Regions from separate parts of the Danio rerio genome. Here region 2 is linked to region 1. Evidence: chromatin contacts called from public Hi-C data. All regions are on one chromosome and are shown on one strand. Each heading gives the region's core, a stretch centred on a gene start, on an enhancer-like site or on the middle of the called end of the contact. The rest is flanking DNA. Distances are from core to core; before and after follow the strand shown. Region 1 holds the start of si:ch211-225b7.5 (a long non-coding RNA gene). Region 2 overlaps blmh (bleomycin hydrolase).

Evidence for each region. A called contact is a pair of places that touch in the nucleus more often than the background predicts.
Region 2: a contact with region 1 is called in a Hi-C map of embryo, with 1.8 times the contacts expected there. The contact joins the enhancer-like site here to the promoter of si:ch211-225b7.5 in region 1. A contact is called at or near these places in 6 of 18 Hi-C or Micro-C datasets (caudal fin, embryo, fibroblasts and 2 more) and 1 of 4 datasets of contacts at active chromatin or transcription factors (caudal fin).

Annotation. Positions count from the first base shown.
Region 1 is chr15:31,102,136-31,107,746 of GRCz12tu, reverse strand. si:ch211-225b7.5 (a long non-coding RNA gene) reads left to right here and starts at 4,268. Exons shown (of 2, transcript NR_170079.1): 1 at 4,268-4,394; 2 at 4,598-5,611.
Region 2 is chr15:31,157,545-31,163,478 of GRCz12tu, reverse strand. The region is part of intron 6 of blmh (bleomycin hydrolase); the gene reads left to right. Among named protein-coding and RNA genes, the nearest start is that of blmh, 25 kb to the left of the region's middle. Within about 2 kb of position 2,663, at least 8 of the 62 cell types and tissues checked have an H3K27ac peak or open chromatin away from gene starts, as enhancers often do.

The DNA.
Region 1 (5,611 bases), core at 3,019-5,518:
CTCTTTGTGACGCTGCCTTGAAATAGGCCATTTACATTTTACGTCTTTTGTGCATGGAAGTTCGTAATTTCCAATGGAGGTGCTCAGCTTGTGCCCATATTGGGCGTGACGCACACATGTATTCAAGGTTTACCCAGTTGATAAATAAAAATTTGTATCAGAACTGCAGCAAAGTTTTGTTAGTTTGTCATCCTCTGAGAAAACAGTTGATGGTCAGCAAGCAAGCAACGACAAAGTAGCATGAGCGCAAAGTGCGTTCAATGCTAAAGGAAGCAACGTGGAGGAGTGCTGAGTTATGATCAGTTCAAATAGCATACTGTGAGAAAATCATGCTGTAAGGCGATTTAGGAAAAAAAACGCTTTCGATACGATTTCAATTAAACGTACAGTCCTACTGAACAACAGCAAAAACTAATATGATTATTATCACCTCAGGTGCTGATTATTTACTTTATTTACAGTTGAATGTTACCAGAATTGATTACCATATTACTTGACATTTATAGACATACTGAAACCGGCAGCCTGTCTATGTTGTGTAGTCATAAGTAGGCCCACATGGAATCTGTGCGCGCAGAATTCCGCAGATTTTCGCAGATTTTTAGCCCAACATTGATGCTGTTTATTTAATTGTGTAAATGTGTGTAAATTTATATTTATTCAATTTTAAAATTAACTTGAGTAATATTGTTGACCCATTTATGAAAATGCTCTTATAATTTATTCATATGATTCATATGATTTATTCACAATACAGTTTGCAAAGTAATATTTTCTGTCTTTTAGTAGATATATTATATGACAGACTTGGCTTTGTTTACCAAATAAAGTGGATCTAATTGGATTTGCATTGTAAACATTAAATCAAGTTCAAAAGGTATGAAATTTTAGTTCATAAATTAAGGTTTTAGTTATGATACTACCAAAATTATTCCGCATAAATCTGCAGATTTTTAACAAAATTCTGCGCAGAAATAGCAAAAAAGTCTGCAGATTCCGTCTGGCGCTAGTCCTAAGTAGAGCACTATTCTGTACTTCTGAATGTTGCTACAAATTAAATGTTTCTGTCATGTCATGTCTGGTGTGGACAGCTAAAATGCTTGTCATAATCTGAATTTGAGTTTTATTATCATCATTATTACCTTTAATTAACAGCCTTAGCAAACTGTCCTAAATGCATCATAATAGTCTGAAAGTGGGAGCGTCCTGTCACATATAATGAAGTGTGTATAAAAAACTCACGCTTAAACTGGTGCTGCACACGCGTTACATCACAGGCTCAAAATCTTGGTTTAATAGTTGCATTCTAAACAAGCTTAATTCGTGTTTCGGTTTGCGTTGTAGTGAAGTTGGCATTCAATGAAAGCTGAAGTTTCCTTGGAAAACCTAATGGAGAGATCACATCATACCTTATAAACATCACAGGCAGTTATACCATGTTCCAAACAGGCTATAAAGGTGTGACGAATAAACAGCAAACAAGAAACAGAGCAACATGTAGACTTAATTAGCAAAATCAGATATGGTCGGAAGGAAAATTACTGTATGGTAACTGTTTTAAATTTAAAGCTATTCACAAGGTTTTAGTTATTCATTAATGTTGTCTTGTGTCTTCTTTAAAGCATTTTGATCATGTTAACCCATTTTCACATTTGTTTTCTTTACTACCTGTTTGTAATCCTGGTATTTCTCTCCTCCCTCCTATTCCTCTGTTCTCCTGTCTGTCACCCAACCTTCGTCGCACTTTGCTGATCTGAATGATATGTTGCCTTGGGAAGACAGGAAATGAAACCTTTCATTCCTCCCCAGTTGCAATCCCTTTATCAAAAGCAACTGGGTTTCTTCATTGCAGCCCACTGCCTAATGAACTCATTTTGTGCGCATAGAATGCCTCCTTATCTCAACAAATAAACACACACACAGCCCTCCATCCCCTCCTGCTCCCTTCGATTCTCAATACTGTTAGTATAATTGTTTTCATAAGGCTCAGAACTTTTCACCTACCTTTGTTAGTCTGAGGTGTTGGGGGTAAAGACAAAGGGTACAAATAAATAAGTGAAGTGGGAAATGATGATATCTCAGATGACTTCAAATAGCAGTGACTAACCTGAAACATAAACAGATTGCGATATAATCTTGTGTAATTTGGGAAATACAAAGTTGTTTAGTTAACTTGCCATTCAGAGCTAAGCATTTCTCAACTGTTGCGCGCTGTCATAATCGGGGAAGTGGCGCCATCTAGTGGAAGATGTCAGGGTTATTAACCAACTAAAACTGAAACCGTTAACTGTAACAGACTACAGTAATAATCACTAATGTTTTTTGGGGGAATCTTATATTTGTTACTGACTAGCCTAATAATTTGTGTAAATTAAATATGCTAACAAGGCCATAACATCCCTGCTGAAAAAAACAGCATATTCTGGTAAGGTGTGTTTTGATGCTGGTCTTGTTGGTTTCAATGCTGATCTTGCTGGTTTCAGCATTGAGACCAACACTGAGCACTGATACCAGCAAAAACAGCATTAAGACCAGCAAAAACAGCACTAAAACCAACAAGACCAGCAATAAAATCAGCAAGACCAGTATCAAAAGATACCTTATCAAACATGTCACGTGTCAATGTATTTTAGAAAATATTAAGTAAGTTAGTATAACAAGAAGTAAATTCTTTCTGATTTTAGTTTTAAAACAATTGTAGTTGTACTTTAAGCAATATGTCTCGTGACGAATAACTTGAAGAACTCAAATGATACCATTTTTACAACAATAAACGACGACATTTGAAGATTGAATAGTTTATATTAAGTGATGTTGTTGGTCGTTTACATTTCTATCGTGAAATGTTTGTCATAAAATCTAATATTTCGTTACATTCATCTTACCTCGTCTCAATCAATGACCTTTCTTTTTCGCGCTCTTTCTGTCAACCGTGAACTCCGCCTACTTCATTAGCAACTCAATTATTTTACATTGGCGATAGCCCTGTAGCCACGGGGGGACTGACAAAGGTGCAGAATTTGTACCATACATGAGATCATTTGTCTTATTTTGACTGCTATGCCATCATAAAGAGTGAAAATAACCCATTGCAAAAAGCGAACCTCGGAATCCTCTGCTGGCTGTTGCTTCGGTGGGACTTCAGCTCATCAGTTTTGGCCAATGCAATGCTAACAAATATTTTACAATCTGCCATAAGAAAAGTCATCTTTCATCACTGTATTGTTTTAAAAAATAAATACAGGTAAGTTATTCCATCTTGGACCTTATTTTTTAAATAAAAATGAGCAATAAGGTGTGAAGCACCAAACTTGGACCATATTGAAAATGATATTTTGACTAACGATATTGTTGTTATATATGAATTTTCAAATGTACTTTTTTTATTTTACAAGAGAGGCTAAATTGTAAAAGCTCCACATTATTATTATTATTATTATTATTATTATTTTAATTATTTTTTTAATCAAATAGCTAAATTCTGACTGAGGAAAGTTGAATGTGCTGGCCAGTTTGTTATTTGCCTAATAAATGGCAGACTGCAATTTAAAACCTCAACAGATTCATTTGTTTCTATATCATGTAAATAAGTATTGTTTTATTATCAAGAACTTTTTCATTATAAACTTTTAGGAAATATTTTTGGTATATTGAAAAGCGTGGTTTGATGACTATCTGACAAGCTAATCCAGCTAAAAATATTGCTTAAGATGTGACTAAAGTGCAGTATTTAAATCTCATAATTAAATAGAAAATAAGGCATAAAGCTGCAAAATGGTTCACTTTAAAATATAAAAATAAAATAACCACTGCTTTCACCAGGCTGGCTACGGTTTTTTCAATCCAGTGTGTATATCTGTCTCTTTTAAAGACTCAAACATCATAATTAATAATAAGTTTAAAAAAAAGTTCATTTATTTGTTTAAATTAGTCAGAAGTGAGGGAGGCTGAAGTTGATTAAATAACCCAGTTTGGACCTATAAATACCCAACATAAAGGGTGTAAGCCAATAAAATATGAGTCAAAGGCAATAAAATGTCTTATGAGTAACAGGACATCAAACCCATTCGCTCATTCATAATTCGCCCAGTGCTGCCATCTATCGGCCACTTCTGCAGATTGGGTTTACAACAGAAGTAATTATAATATTGAAGCATTGGTAGCAAACTTAATGAAATAAATAGAGTTGTGCATGTTTTCGTCTAGTTTTATTATCTTGCCCTATTTGACCGTTTTTCAAAAAGTGCTAACTTTAGTGGTCACGTGACGAACAACAGGAAGGGACGCGAGTCTTCTTCAGGACAAGAGAGTTCCTGAATCCATCAAAGTGTGGGAGGAAATCACCTAAAATATCATGGACCAACTTGCAAATGTCATAGGACAACAGCACATGGGTAATGAAATGTGTTTTAATTGTTTAAGAAACCTTTTAACTTTTGCAGTGACGCTTTATGACATATAGTAACGTTAGTACATCCTTTGTCATTTGTCTTTCTCGTGACTGCTGACGTCTTAGTAACTTAAATATATTCAATTTACTCATTTCTATAGTTGTTTAAAGTTACCTAAAGCATTAAAAGAGTGAATTTCTCCACAGGTCTGACTGTAGGATTGAGTTTGTTGATCATCGTTGTGATTATCGTCCTCGCTGCTGTTGTTTACACTCCACCGGGCGCCGTTACGCGCTGCTTGAGGAGGAGGAGAAGCGAAGAGCAGCTCTCATTGACCGCTAACAGAATATCATGACTTATGATGATGATGATGACACAAATTAATAATAACTACATGGATCTCTGTGTTGGACCCACAACAACAATAAACTGTTAAACCGTAAATATCAGAACAACATTTACTCCTCAGTCTGATAATGGTTTAAAACATAGTGACATCCCAACAAATCACAGTTTGCACAGTTTTTCCAGTTTTTTCGTGGTGTTAGATGAGATCACACTTTCCACGGCAGATAAATAAGATCCAGCCCCAGACGCCATGATGTTGCCTGAATCTTCTTCAGGTATCTAGACAACAAGTCAGCAGAGTTTCCAATATTCAAACCTGTTAACCAGTATTCAAACAGTGTACTGTAAATATAGGAGTTGACTGTGTACAGAAGCCAGAGAAGAGCAGAAGCAGGAGACGAAGTGATGATAAGAAATGAGCAGTGTTTATTGAATAATCTTAGTTGCATGTGTTTCAGTGCGCTGTTATACTTCATCTGAACAGCACAAATTTAGCAATGTTGTTATACAGACCTTAAATTTGATACAGGCCCTCATATCAGTGGAGAGAAACATTTCATGAAACCATCACTTTAAGACTAAACAATAAGAACAGGTAATAATAAATATCTAAAATAAAGAAATCAAATCAATAAAGGATTAATATAATGAATAACGAAAACATAAATGAATAAAAAATATGAATCAAATAAATGAATAACTAAGATTTATAATTGATTTTATGGCCATAAATGAAATTATCAATGTAAAACAAATAATAATAAAACAAAACGATATATAACATAGAATTGATTTCATTTAAAGCACATACAGGTTATTACAAATTTCTGATTCTACAATGGAAATGTGAATACAGAGGAAATCAGAATTAA
Region 2 (5,934 bases), core at 1,414-3,913, 57 kb before region 1:
ATGCATCGGTTTTTGCGAGATGCATCGATTTTTCCGAGATACAGCTTATATTTTTTATATAGAATGTATTTTTTATTTATTAACAAGTGTTGTCAACCTGTTTTTGGCGCATAATTTAATCGACCTACATAAAGTAAGCCTTAGCAACGGATTTGCGGATGTGCACACACTACAACTCAGTGTATCAGGTGTGCGGATGAAGCTAGTGGAGCGCCCTCAGAAAGCGCGAGAAGCAAAACAAACATTTTATTCCCCACTGAGTTTTAAATCTAAAGTATGGCAACATTATGGATTTAAGGATGGACGACATGACAGGACAGATGCAATTTGCAAAATGTGCCGCGCATCTGTAAAATACGCGGGCAGTCCGACTAATCTGAAATCTCACTTGAAGCGCCGCCACGGTGTTGTTGTGAAAGCATCTTCCAGTGTTTCTGCATCCCCGGCTTTCGCACTGCTTCAACCAGCTCCAAAAGTGGTGAGAAAAGCATTGCAAGTTTTTTTTTTCCATGCGCAACAGTTCTGCTCGCTCTGACATCAGAACAGCAGGAACTGTTGCTACTTCACCAACTTCATTTTACAACTAGTATTTGAATGATTCTCTGGCGTAATGTCTAAAGTGATGACAAAACACTTGATTTTGCTGACATTTTAAGATTATAAGGCGGAACGGCATGAAATGCCATCAGTTTACAGAGATTTCTCAGTATTACTTTGTTGCAATAGGGAGATCACAATAATTAACCCCGAAAAAGCCAAAAGAACGCAATTACCACCAGATGAACTTTCCTGTTGCGTTTGTGATAAGGAAAAACGCTTAACACATGCAGGCATTTCTTCTTTCTTTCTGTTTACTGAACTAGTCTGCAGTAGCGAAAACAGGAGATTCATTAGAAACAGACTTTAAGATGAGTCCCATCTCATACTCGACACACTACAATTATATGGTATAAATACTACAACATAAAAAAGATAGAAATCGACTTTAAAAAGTCTTTTACCTGTTTTATAATGATTTCCTCAGCTGTAGTTTTCCTCTTAGGGCTTATTATGCAGTCTCTGTCGCCATTTTGTGGATGGACAACGTCAACCGTCTTTGCGGTCTGCTCAATGACAGGCTAATGGCCGCCAATGCGGTCTCTCAGAAATTATAAGTATTTTAAAATAGGCCCTATCCTTATAAATAAACTGCATAGTTGCAATCTAAATAACTATTTTCTCCACTAAAAAAAAATCCTCAAAAGTACATGATGTTATCCAACAGCAGCAATATTTGTCAAACTGTAGTGTTCTCTACTTGTTGCTCTATTTGGGCAGAGTAATACACAGGGGTGAAGAGGCTGGACGAGTGCTGTTACCGCTGTGTGTGTGTGTGTGTGTGTGTGTGTGTGTGTGTGTGTGTGTGTGTGTGTGTGTGTGTGTGTGTGTGTGTGTGTGTGTGTGTGTGTGGGTTCAAAAGAATTTGAAAAAAGGCAACTGTGTAGAAATGTTTTGATCTACTTCGAATGCTGATTACTTCTTTATTTGTTTATCTTATTGTTTAAGATTATTATTTAAGCCATTCATTTGAATGCTAAGCTTTTTCCTCTATTTTTTTTGTTGTTGTTTTAAAATTTGTTGTCTTTGCATTTTGTTGATTTTATAGCTAATTAGGTCATTCAGTTTAATTAATTTATATTTATTTGGTTAATTGTAGTTTATTGTTTTTTTAAATGAAGGATTGTTTTTATTTATTGTTTTTTGTGATTTGTACCTTTTAAGGACTTGCGTTGAATTTGGTTTGCATTTTTTAAACTATTTTGTCTTATTTGTCTGTTATTTTCATTTAGCTCTGTGGAATCTTGTTTTTAGTTTTTTGTTTATATATATATATATATATACACACACACACACACACACACATATATATATATATATATATATATATATATATATATATATATATATATATATATAAATATATATATATATATATATAAACTAAAATAATAAAAATAAACATAAATAAAACAGAAAATGTATGTATATATATATATATATATATATATATATATATATATATATATATATATATATATATATATATATATACAGTATCATTTGTGTTGCAATTTGTTTTCCTACTTCTCTTACTGTTACTTATAAGGGCCAGTAACAACAAAATAAGCCTCATATGATCTCACGTTACCCTCATGAGCACCAGCAATCAGATTAGATTCCCCGTGGCTTTATTCCATCCACACAAATGCACTTTTGATTTCAGGATAACACCGCATCCATACGGCCAGTTACTATGACTCACTCAATCCTACATTATCCAAAGCTAAGGCATGACACAAGGGCAGGAGCAGATGAGATTTACTGCTTTTGGACAACACGTTTCGTTATTCTTAAAGAAAAGATTTCCACTGTGTCTGTGGCGGGCTCATCTTCCCCCGGTTGTGCCCCTGGTCCCGATGGCCACCCAGCCTCAGACAGGTGTTTCAATATTGACTCGCTGACTCTCAACTAACGTCACTGAGCCTCAGCCATTGTTTAGTGTGAGCGCCACTTTTCAACAGGCCAAAAAAAAGCACCAGTGTTATTTGTACGGACTGTGCGTTTATCTAACCTGGCAAGGAGGAGAGAGGATGTGAGAGCGTGCGACGGCAAGGCTGTTTGTGCGGTTTGAGCATCTGGGTCCAACGGCAGGTCAACAGGGAGGAAAGAGGGCCGGGCGCCGTCACTGTTTACTCTCCCTCCGGGAAGACTGGATTGAGAAAACAAACTTTAACGCTAAATGGCTCTTTTTTCCAGGATAGGGCTGGGATGGGGTGAGAGAAGAGATGGAGAAAAACTCTACTCTGAAGAGCGTCTATAATGTACAATAGATTGACAAAAGGGTCATTGTGGACACTTGTAAAGGTTAAGTCCTTGCGATGAATCGAAATAATGTTTTGCAAATGTAAGTGGATGATTTATACTGCCAAACTCCAGAGGGGAGCTAAAATCACTATTAAAATATGAGACTATATATGAGTAATATCCCACTCGTAGCAGTGTGATGTGGCTGTATATCGACACTGGTGGGGAGGCATGCTTAGTGTCCCACCAGTGATGATATACAGCCACATCACACTGCTATGAGTGTGATATTGCATTTGTACAACAGTTTGATGGCATAATCCTTTATATAAAAAAGGAAATCAAACAGTCTAAAAACCCTTCTGTCAAGAAAATACTTTCTTCCGCCATTCATTCACAACTGCAGCTGATGTCAGAACAGCAGAAACAGTTACTAATTCTCCAACGTCACTTTAGAGCTAGTGTTTGAATGATTCTCTAGCATAATGTCTAAAGTGCTGATAAAACCGATGATTTTGCTCACATTTTAGGATTATAAGGCTGAACGGCATGAAATGCCATCAATATGCATGTGCTTGTAGATGCCTTTACTTGTAAATGCCAAAAGGGGAAAAAAGCAAAAAAGACGCATCTTATCTGTCCAGTTTCCTGCCTGTGCGTTTGCGATGACCAAAAAAATGTGTATTATCAGGGTCAAGTTAATCTTGGCCACAAGAAATCTTTGCTTCAATATGTAAAGCTGAGGCTGCGGTTAGGAGAGAGCAGGAAATGCCTGGGATTGGAGTAACAAAGGCGAAGTTCTGAGAAGTAAAAACAGTTTGAGTTCAGAATAAAGAGTAGCAAAGTCAAACACTGAACGCCTCACACACACTGTTTGTGTTTTTAGTGCTCATCTCTGCTTCATCTGGTTAAAGCGTAAGCTTGCAGATTGTTTTTCCACTTTTTCCCATTTAGGATCTGATCTTAAATCATTTGGCATTAGAGTTCAAACTTAAATGAGCTTTCATTTTGGATGCTTAGGATTCATAATGATTGAGAACTTACATTATGAACACTACCATTCAGTTTAGGATCACTGCGCTTTATTTATTTTAACAAATTTCTCCGTCGTTAATGAAGTGGATGTCTTTAATTAATTAAACATAACAGTGAAGACTTTTCAATTTAAATACAGATGGTCTTCTGAACGTTTTGTCCATTAATGTATCCTGAAAAAAATCATAAACATAAGCTGAGGTGTCTTGGTGTGTTTATGCAATAAAATGTATTTTGTATACACAGAAAATATATAAAAAGCAAGTAATATGTCTACTTTAATGTTTCAATTTATGTTTGTGAAAATAAATTGTCAATGTGCTTATTAAGTGTGAAGTCATGCGAAGTGGCTTTCGGGTCCAATCGCTATGTTCAACTGTATGGGAAGACTCAACAAATAACAAACATTTACAAAGCAATGTAATACTTTCAAAAATCACAATTGCCATAAATATGTGCATGCCTAATATCAGATGGCTATAGAAAGTGCTAATTTAAAAAAAAAATGTTAAAACATTGGTGTCTGTGATACAGCAAGTCCATAGACTGTATAATAGACTTATATAAAATTCACTTTAATGTGTGATATATGACTAAAAAGTGGTCATAAACAAATATTTTCTCAATTCAAATGAGTAGTGGTTTGGTTGGTCACGGATGTGGGTGCAATAATGTTCCATCGTCATTCATTGTAACGTGACTTGTTCTAAAATTGGGTACATTTCAAGCATTTTTTCCATTAATTTTCTGTAAACTGGAATGATGTAAAACAAATGTATAATGTATGATAAACTAATCCATTACAAACTAATCCAAATATTTATTGTAATTCTGCAAAATGCTTAATGTGATGGGGTACATTTGATTTTTTTACTAATTGGTGTTTAACATATTTTGTTGAACTTTTATTCACTAACAACGTTGAAATTTTCCACGATTTTGTGCTTTAGCGCAAGATGCTAACCTCAAACCACACGGCATCTCTAAAACAGAACATGTTATAGTTTTTAAAAAGTAAGTACAAAGTTTCACAATAACAGGGTTGAAAAATAACTAATCTGCTATTGGTCTATCTTAATTTTACCAGAATATTGGGGCAGACACAAAAATATTATTGAAATTATAAATAACACAGAAATAAGAGGTTCCAGGCAAATGATCCTTTAATTTAGTAGAGTAAACATGTTGTTTTTGAAAAGAAATAAAATATTTCTTTTGGAGACACAAAATATACTTGCAGTTCTAAAATCAACCATGTATTTGTATAAAATCTGACCTGTCTTAAATCTAAAAATTCAATAATTCAAGTATTGTTTAGGAATGCTCTGATCAGGGTTTTTGCAGCCTATACAGAGTACTGATACCTTGTCATGGTGATCAGCTGATACAGAGTACCGATTCTGATGCTTCTGAGTACCGATTCTGATGCGTAAAGCACATTTTCCTTCTGAGTATGATGCTCTTAAGAGAATTAATTATTTATTCTTAAGAGAATAAATGAAGGATGCTGCATATAATCCCTGAAGCAGGTCTTTTTTTTTTTTTTTTTACTATTTAGGTGTAAACATGTTATGGTCAAAAGCAGCTTTACTAACAATAAAACAATACAATTTGGAAACATTGCAAAGGATGAAAGAATTCAACATCTCAATCAATAAATAGTTATTTGATGCATGAAGCAGTTAAACCTGCATAAATAACAAGACGTCATGTCATTAAATATATTTATGTAAAAAAAAAATACAATTTTAAAGTTTTTTTTATTCTAATATTTCCAGCCAGGTTTTAGTGAACTTGGAATATTTTCATAAATATAGAACTCTCAGTTTAGGGTTTTTTTTTTATATAAAAAGGCCTAAATACATACAGTAGCTGCTGTATGTATAACCTTGGTGTGCAAGTGCATCTTTCTTTGCTTGTAAACGTATAAACATACATTTGCAATCAGTTCTTGAAATCGGCCTGATCAGCGATTACTGATCGAGTCATTAAATGATTATTGGCCGATACCGATCTCCAGCCGATCGATCAGGGCATCCCTAATAGGGTTGGGTC